Linked DNA regions of Sus scrofa: region 1 is linked to region 2. A link is a contact called in public Hi-C data. All regions are on one chromosome and are shown on one strand. Each heading gives the region's core, a stretch centred on a gene start, on an enhancer-like site or on the middle of the called end of the contact. The rest is flanking DNA. Distances are from core to core; before and after follow the strand shown.

Region 1 (4,849 bases), core at 1,178-3,677, 43 kb before region 2:
ATCTGCAGCCTACACCGCAGCTCATGGCAATGCCAGATCCTTAACCCACTGAGCAAGGCCAGGGATCAAATTGGCATCCTCGTGGATACTAGCTGGGTTTGTAACCCACTAAGCCACAATGGGAATTCTCAACATAAATTTTACTTTATTTTATTTTTTGGCTGCAGTATGCAGCAGCTGGATGTAGGATCTCAGTTCACAGACCAGGTATTGAACATGGGACACAGTGGTGAAAGTACCGAGTCCTAATCACTAGACCATCAGGATACCTAGGATACTTCTCCTAGGGTTAATTTTACGCATCAATTTGGCTTGGCTGCTGTGCCCAGATATTTCATCAAATGCTTTTCTAGACTTTTTTTTTTTTTTTTTTTTTTTGCTTTTTAGGGCCACATGGAAGCTCCCAGGCCAGGGATAGACTCCGAGCCACAGCTGTGCCACAGTTGTGGCAACATTGGATCTTTTCAACCACTGCACCTGGCAGGGGATGGAACCTGCACCTCTGCCATGACCCAGGCTGTTGCACTCAGATTCTTAACCCACTGCACCACAGTAGGAACTCCTATTTTAGATGTTTTTGCGAAGGTGTTTTGATGAGACCCTACTCTTTGGTGAGGTCCCTTTCCTCACCAAACAGCCAAGGTTTGTCAAGGTTCTGTCAAGACAAGTTTCTGTGACACTCAGTTCCAGGTGTACTGGTTCAAAGAAAGGAACCGTAGAATGCATTTTTCACTTCCATCAGGACACCCGTTTTATTAATGTTACAAGGCACAACTTGGATCCACATAATAAAAGAATACTTAAATGCATTTTCCCCGAAGCCTGAGACGTAACACAGAAGCCACTCGGGCATGCACACCCCAGCCCGCCTACCTGTTGCGCCTGCTCCCTAAGCCCGCAAGGAGAACCAACCCCTAGCTGCGCGGAGAGTCGTCCTTCCGCTCTCTCCACACCCCCGAGCTGCAGAAGTCGGTCCGCGCCGCAGCGAATCAGGTTGCGGCGTTTAGAACGGGGCGGGACTTCCTGCCCCGCGTGCGTGAGTGCAAGCCCCGCCCCGGAACTGCAGTAGACGCTGTCTCACAGGGTTGGCGCGGCGGTTGCTGAGGCGGTTGGTCGGCGTCTGAGGAAACCGTTGCGGCGTCTTACACGGTGAGTACCGGGTACAGGTGGGGCCGGGGCCGGAACCCGAGAGGGGCTGAGGGCGGGCTCCCATCGCGGGCCTCTCTAGGCCATTGTGTTCTCGGGTTCCGAGAGGGCGTCAGCCGGCCCTCCGCTGGGGGCTCCAGCTGAGGGGGCGTCAAGGCTCGGCGGCCTCGGTTTGTCGGTTTAGTGCGCGCCAGTTGTTGCTTGAGACGCGGAGTGAGCGCTGGTCCCTAGGCCGGGCGTCAGGAGGAGGGACCCTGCGGGTTACACTTTGAGTCCTCGCCCCCATGTGCCTCATCCCCCCCAACCCGCCAGGCTTGATCCGGGTTGTTTGTGATCGCGGTGTAGGCGACGCGGGGGTGAACCTTGGTTGCGCGTTGCGTTGCTTTCCTCGCGGGGCGCCATGCTAAGCCGCTCTGGATGTGCGTCACCTTTTTGTCTTCGTGTGACGATCCAAGGACGCGCAGACCCTCAGCATCCCCGTTTTCCAGACGAGGAACTGAGACTCGTAGAGGTTAATAACGTCCACCCCAGACCCAGAGCTGACCAGTGGCGAGTTCGGATTTGAATCAATCCTTTTGCGCTTTCCAGTATTTTTTTCTTTTTTCTTTTTTCCCTTGGCCTGTCTGAAAAGGGAGAACATGAATTGAGATCCAGTCAAACAACTTGTGCATAAATGGTTTTTATATCACTTAAAAATGCAATGAAAAATCTGGTTGGGTTTTAAGCCAATTGGCAAGGCCAGAGTGGTGGCACAGGCAGGTGCCCTGTTGGGGCAGGGCTTGAGAAGAAGAAAGCTTTGTGCACTCTTAATAAAGCTGGTCCCCTCACCCCCAAGACCCCTTTTAGATTCTTATTCTGCCTTCAAAATGGCTTGAGTGTGGCAGGCTTCCATGCTCTGCATTATTGCATAGGATATTTTGTGACTTAGCTAGTATAAACCTCTCTGCCTTCAAAAAACATGCGGTTCAGAGGATTAAGCAGGACCTGCTACTGCCACAAAAGCAGTTACATGAGATCTGGAATCCAAACCCGATCTAGGTCATAAGTCCTTGCTCTACCTCCTGTGTCTCCTCTGTTCCAGGCCAAGCTACCTGCTGTGTGGGTATATTTCTTTCCTTCTTTGATCTTCTCTAGCTGGGAGCATCAGCATTAGAGGCATTTTTGGGTCCTTAACTGCTTTTCAGGGCCTGATACTCTATAGGCTGCATAGAAAATATTTGTTGCCTCAAAACTTGTGCTTTTCATTTGCCAATCTTATGGACCATTTCTCTCCTTTTCAGTAACCATGAAGTTGAAGGAGACAAAATCAAGGCCAAAGCCACCAAGCTGTGGCAAATTTCAGAGGAAGGAATCAAAGTTGTGGGAAAATGGAAGCAGGTGAAGATTGATCCAAACATGTTTGCAGACGGACAGATGGATGATTTGGTTTGTTTTGAGGAACTGACAGATTACCGGTTAGTCTCCCCTGCCAAGAATTCCTCCAGTCTCTTCTTAAAAGAGGAGTCCAAGAAGAGAAAGGCACAAGCTGTTGCAGAGGGAGAGGAGGAAGGAGAATCTAGCTCCTCAAAGAAAAAGATGAAATTGAAGAAGAGTAGAGATGTGGCAGCTGAAGGAACCAGTGTTCAGAAAGAGTTTGGGGTCAAAGATCCTGAGCCAGAGCCCCAGGGAGATAGCACAGTTTGTCCTGATGCAGAGGTAGGGGAGATGGCATCAGAAAGCCCAGCGCAGACTGTTCCAAAAAAGAAGAAAAAGAAAGGGAAAAAAAAAGCAGAGCCTTCTCAGGGTACTACTCCAAAAGTGTCTAAAAGAGCAAAGACATGGATGCCTGAAACACATGATCACAAGGCAGATGTATCAGCTTGGAAGGATCTGTTTGTACCCAAGCCAGTTCTCCGAGCACTCAGCTTTCTAGGCTTCTCTGCCCCCACACCAATCCAAGCTCTGACCTTGGCACCTGCCATTCGTGACAAACTGGACATCCTTGGGGCTGCTGAGACAGGTAAGGGCATCCGTATCTGGCCAGGGTAAGATTGCTTCTGAATTTGACTTGTGACTGCTAACAGGCTGGATGGCTGGGAAGAGGGGAATGTTGGGAACATAATCACAGATGCAGTTTTGATTAGCACTCAGCTAGTTCTGGGTTGAAACATGCCACTGCCTAATTGGTGCCCTAGGCAGTATCTTTCTGAGCCCTGTAGACCCCATTATAAAATGGAGATAGATAATAGTACCCACTTCCTTTGCTATGTGGGCTAAATGTAAATGTCTACTAAATTTATATGTTTACACAATAGTAAACAACCAGCAAAAAAACAAAAAACAAAAAACAAAAAAAACGAGTAGTAATCTAAAATTTACACATTTCATTGTAAGTGACTAGCAGATGGGAGTTTTTTCCTGTTCTTGAGCATTTTTTGTAATGGAGGAGGAAAGTAGGGCTAAGGTCAGTCCTCTGGAGAGGTTAGGTCCTCATTAGTGTAAGAAGTGCTTTAAGTCTCAAAAATTGTCCAAAAATAAAAGGGCTGCCTTGGGAATTGGTGAGTTTATTGTCATAGGAAGGATTTGAGTGTGTGATAACCATTGGATGGATTTTGTAGGCAGTTTTGGGCAGGAGGTGACTTTTGGGACTAGGCATTGTTTAAAGATACCTCATTTTCTGGGCCCTTTTAGACTTTGCGGGGCAAAGACAGGTTGCCACACCCTGGGGAGACTAAACTACTGATGGGGGAAGGAGCTTATATTACCTAGAACTGTTAGTTCACCTTGACCAGCAATAACCAATAGAAATATGTATGTAATGTGAGCCACATATGTAATTTAAGATTTCCTAGGAGCCGTATTTTAAAAGGTTTTAAAAAAAAGTGGAAATTAATTTTAACAATATAACCAATTATGTAATAAATATTTCAGTGAGCAGTTAAGGTAAAATTATTGAGATATTTTACATTCTTGTATGTGGCTAGTGGCTTCTGTGTTGCATAGAATTAGACCATCTAGACACTTTGTGCCTTGGATTTCTGGAAGAGTGGTTGGGAAAATTGAGGTGAGGTCCTGTCTAAGTCATAAAGATGGAAGAGCGAGGAAACCCCTGGAAAGGGGAATGGAGGTAACATAATAACATACATTTTAAATGCATTGTGCACTGTGTTACACGCATTACATTGATGAACTCAGTTCTCACAACCACCCTCAGGTAGGTTCCATTTTAACTGATGAGGAAACTTGGCCTCACAGAGGATGGACACTGTCTCTAACTGTCCCACTGAAAGTGGTAGCGCTTGGATTCCAGACTGCCCAAGTGCTGTTTAACATTCTGCTACAGTACTTTGGTCTGTGCAGAGAGGCCTGGAGGCAAAGGCGAGGGGTGAACCACTGTGGCTAGAGACTGACATTTGGTCTGATACACACACCTCCTGTCAGGCTATTTCCATGGAATGCTGGGAATCCACAGGTTCAAGACTCAAAGACTCTCAGGGCTGTGGACATACTGCAGCCACTGCAGATAACGAATATACCCCCTACTCCCAAGTGATACTTTGGACCCCTCTGCAATCCCTCCTTTCCTAGGCCCCCTCTTGGTTCAGCCACGGGCAACCTCTAAGAGGCCTATCATCACTATAGATTAGTTTGCATTTTCCAGATTTTTAAAACGGAATCATGCAATATATATTTTTGAGAGGGAGCGTGTCTGCTCTTTCAACCA
Region 2 (4,565 bases), core at 766-3,265:
GATAAGGAAAGAAGACATTATATTTTGCAAAGATATTCTCCTCTGCCCACCACACGCACACTCACCACCATCCACACCATGCAGACTCAAAAAACCACTACAGAGCCCAGGGGCCTGGCAAACAGCAGGTGCTCAATAAATGCTGAGTGAACCGAAGAGAACACATCTTGCACTGCTTCTGGCACCCCTATGCTCCCATGATTCCCAGGCAGACATCCTGAGTTAACTTGAGGAGTTAATCACTTCATCTCTCTCCAAGGCACCCAGGCAGCCCCCGAAAGATGCCTTTGACTCCATCTACTCTGGTCTCCAGGGCAGACAGGAGGATGGAGTCAGAGGCCTCACTGTGCAGCACTAAGGCCACAAGTTCGGGTCCCAGTGCCCAGCTCCCCACCATGCTCTCACCTACCTGGTGGTGGCTGGAAGGCATGCCAGCCTCAGCTCCAGGGTGGCTAAACCCATTATTACCCTAGCTCCGGCCACTCCCTAGTGGGTGATACAGAAACCCCTGGGCCCCCTTCCAGGAGCAGCAGAGCTAGGTAAACCCTTAGGCACTGGTAGAAGCGGGAAGTTGGTGCTTCCAGATGCCCCAGAAGCCTCAGCCACGCCCAGCAGCAGCTGGCTCAGATGACCTGGCTGCCCAAGTCACACTCGGAATGTGACCAGGATTTGACCCGTGCTGCAACTCAGTGGCTGCCCGCAGTGATGACCCACTTCCCTGCCCAGACATGGGAGGGAGGAGGCCAAGTATGAAGAACCAAGCACTTGTGCAAGCCCATTTCCAGGACTCTGTTGTCACAGGGAAAGCCACGGCTCATCACCTGAGCCAAGTGCTCCATGCACATCACCTCACGTGGTCCTCGAGGCGGCCCATTATACAGATGTGCGAAACAGCACTGAGGAGGGGGAGCGACCAACCAAAGCCTCTTTGCAAGGGGTGGAGGTGGGATTTGAACTCAGGGCTCTGTGACCACAAGCCAGGCCACCAGCCCTTGTTCTCTACAGGCTCCCAGGGGCAGGGGGGCTGATGGTTGAAGAGTTTTAGTCTTTCACCACACCCAGATGGACTGATGGAACGCAAAGAGCACTGGAGTAGGAGTCCAGAGACTTGGGTTTAGTCCAAGTCCACTACAATGAGTCCTGGGCCCCTCCACATCTGCACCTCAGTGTCCCCATCTGCCAAAGCCCTAGTTTTAGCCTGGCTCAGAGGTCTCTTTCCGCTTTCTGAAGCAGGGGTTCTTCTAGCCTTAGCTCTGCCTGGCCCCCTCATTTCCGTGCCTAACAACTTGAGACCTGAGTCCCAACTCTAAAGCCCTCCGGTCGATATGCAGGACAGAGAGGATGTCCGGCCACCGTGCACCCCCCTGGCCCAGTAGTGGGGCGTGGGAGTAGGGAGATCTCTCATGGCTGAGCCCTCGTGTGGGTGGAGCTGTGAGCTGCCGACTCCGGGGCTACTTAACAAAAAGGAGGCGACCCTTAGCCTTGGAGCCTCCCTGTCCCCGCCGTCGGGCAAGCACTAGGCGACTCCCCGGACAAACGCGCCGGGGGCGGGGGACCCGGAGTCAGGCTGGGTCCCTGTCGCTGGCCGTCTACCGAGGTTTTCCAAGGAAGGACAGGGTCCCCAGCACCTGCCCGGACTCAGTATTCCCGAGGGGTCCGCACACGGCGGCTCTGAAGCTGGGGGCTGAGCCTCGAGCCCGACCCCCGATCCGCGAGTGCACATGCGCCCCGGCGGCGACCCCGCCTACCGCGCCCCCCTTCCCACTCCTCCTCCCCGCTTCCCCCCAGGACCACTGACCATAGTGACCGGAGCCGTCGGGCCAGGTCCCGCCCCAGCGAGGAGCGATCCGGTGCGGGAGGGCGCCGTGGGAGCCACTGGCTGGATCCGCCGTTGGGTTGGGCGGCGGGGGCCTCGAGGGCGTGGGGGCGAGCGGAGAATACACCCGACCGCTCCGCAAACCAGAGGTTAGACCTCCACTGTGTCCCAGCAAGACACACGCCCCGCGATTGACGTCTGAAGCGGGCAATCAGAAGCCGGGCCACAAGACGTCACAGAAAGTGGGTGGGACCCCACGCACCTTTAGCCTATGTTTTAGGGCCTATTTGACAGGGTACCGCCTCCTCTTAAAGACACAGAAACCTTTTAACTAGCAAAGGAGTTAGACCAACCCAGAAAGACAGGTCTTCATTTGTGAAGGATGAAGGGCTTTTAACCAAAACCGTAAATTGAAGTCTTCTGAAAGATTAGCTGGCTCTCCATTAATTCATAAACCAGGTCATATAAGTATAGTTTGCTAAAGATCAGAGGACAGGCGCTTGGGGAAAACGTGTCCAGTAACATTAAGTTACCTGCCTGCATGTGTAGCTTCTAAATAATATTTTACCCCCTTTCAACTCATGAATCAGTAGGTTGCCAGGCATCCAATTAGTGTTTGTTGAATGAATAAATTTCCAGGATGGTTGATTCTGTGCCTCTGGAATTGTATGGTTATATATGAGGCACAGACCCTGAACCAGGTTTGGTGACTCACCCTGCATACAAGCTCATTATTGTTGAACATTAAACAGAGGAATATGTATCATTCAGAGATTCATTCATCAGCTGGTGGCCCCTGGAGGATGGTGCTTTGGGTGGGGGAAGGGAGCTCCGGTGAATTGTATGTGCCCATTTTATAAGTATTAATACTTCCAGGACCCTGTCTCAAGTAATTCCCCACCCCAATTTCACCCTCTGCCCCAGGCACTTGCTGGGTTCTTTCTTTCTTCTTTTTTTTTGGGGGGGGAGTCTTTTCAGAGCCTCAACCGTGGCATATGGAGGTTCCCAGGCTAGGGGTCTAATCGGAGCTACAGCTGCCGGCCTACGCCAGAGTCACAGCAACACCAGCAAGGCCAGGGATTGAACTCTTGTCCTCAGGGATAATAGTTGGGTTCATTACCGCTGAGTCATAATAGGAACTCGGAAAAATATTTTGTTAGTAGTGAGGATTTTAAACAAAAACAGAAATAAGAACTTGCCCAGAATCTCAGTATATGTGTAATGGAAATTTTCCTCAAGCAGGGCTCAAAGGACCAGGGGGAAATGTCATCTCTTTAGCCTGTTACTAATAAGGCTTCTTCCTGAGCTCCTTAACATCTGGTTAGAAGAGAAAAAAAAAAAAAAGCAAAAAAAAAAGCTTGCAAAGAGTTCAGCCGGTTTCAGGCTGGGTTGGAGTGGAAGATGTGAACAGTCCTTTTGGGGGTCACCCCTTGGCTGGGAGTGAACATGTTCTTTCTGGAATGAATCTACTCTCCTCTTCCAGCACCACTTCTACCTGGTGTCCAGGTGTCTGCGAGGAGGAGTCGGGGATGGTTGCTATGGTTGCTATGGCTTCACAGGTTTGGGTGGGAGTGTCTTGTCGTCTCCAGCAAGAATACCCCCAGCCTTTGGGGATGGGCTCTATGGCCCATGTGACTCAGGTTCTGGCCTGTCTCAGGCTGGTGAGACCCAGAGATCCCTCTCAGGTTGCCCCTACTTTACTCTCTGCAGTGTGGCCCTAGCGCAGCTTTCTCAGGCCCTCTCTCCCTCACCTCCCTGCATCCCCAATACATGAGCTTAGGAGGCCAGCCTTTGAGTGTCCAGAACCTTCCCCATTTCCCTACTTCTTAGTCTCTGCTGCACCTCCTGGAATATCTTTTTCACAGGCTCCACTGGAAGGATAGCCCACCCATCCTTCAAATTCTGGCTCCTTCTCCATGCAGCCCTGTGATTTGGAAGGGGCGGTAGGGTGTGGTAATTGCAAGTATGGGCGATGACAGCAGGTGTGTTTGTATTGCGATTGCCATGGCATGGCTCCTTGAGAAAGGCACACCTCTCTGAGCCTGTTTCGTCTGTACGCTGGGGGGGGTATTCACATCACCTCAAAGGGCACTTGGGAGGACTGAACATGATGATCACGAAAAGCACTTGACCCTGTCCTTGGCATCCAGTAAGTGCCCCATGTACGTGGGCTTTGCCTAGTACTTATTGGAGGCTTATTGTTCATCCTTGGGTGGCTAAGCCTATAGGGCACAGGTGGGAATTTGCATGTGGTGGGAAGGAGCCACAAGGAGGCTTACGTCTGCACGCCGGAAACGGGCGGGCGTCTGCCCTCCCCTACATCAATGACAGGAAACTCTGATGGCGAGGTCTCAGGCAGTCATTCCCATGTTGCCAAGAGCTGTGTTAGGGGAGACCCATTTTCTGGTGCTCTTTATGTTGCGCTATTTCATGCACTTGGCCTTCTCTGCTCTGCAATCTGCAGGCGGGGCGCGCTGCAGGAAGACCGGGAATCCCAAGTTGCAAAACTTTCCACCTCCTTGCAGGAGGGCGACACCATCCTGGCTACTTTCTTGCCCCCCTTGCATCAGAGCCTGCAACTTAGATCTGGAAAAATTGTTGAGATGCAAACATGTGTGCTGTTTCACTGCTGGGGAAGGTCAGAAAGAATCAGATTCCTCCCGTCCCCACCCCCACCCCCAGGAACCAGAGCCATGGGCCAGCCCTGGGGTCAATGGTTGAGAAAGAGGCATTTATTTATTTACTTTTA

What was found. A called contact is a pair of places that touch in the nucleus more often than the background predicts.
Region 1: a contact with region 2 is called in a Hi-C map of liver, with 2.3 times the contacts expected there. The contact joins the promoter of DDX24 here to the promoter of OTUB2 in region 2. A contact is called at or near these places in 1 of 5 promoter capture datasets (liver) and 3 of 47 Hi-C or Micro-C datasets (heart right ventricle and liver).

What each region holds. Positions count from the first base shown.
Region 1 is chr7:115,344,933-115,349,781 of Sscrofa11.1, reverse strand. DDX24 (ATP-dependent RNA helicase DDX24) reads left to right here and starts at 2,427. Exons shown (of 9, transcript XM_021099653.1): 1 at 2,427-2,486; 2 at 2,489-3,145. The coding sequence starts at 2,432.
Region 2 is chr7:115,302,259-115,306,823 of Sscrofa11.1, reverse strand. It overlaps OTUB2 (ubiquitin thioesterase OTUB2), which reads right to left and starts at 2,015. Exons shown (of 6, transcript XM_001925368.4): 1 at 1,799-2,015. The coding sequence starts at 1,801.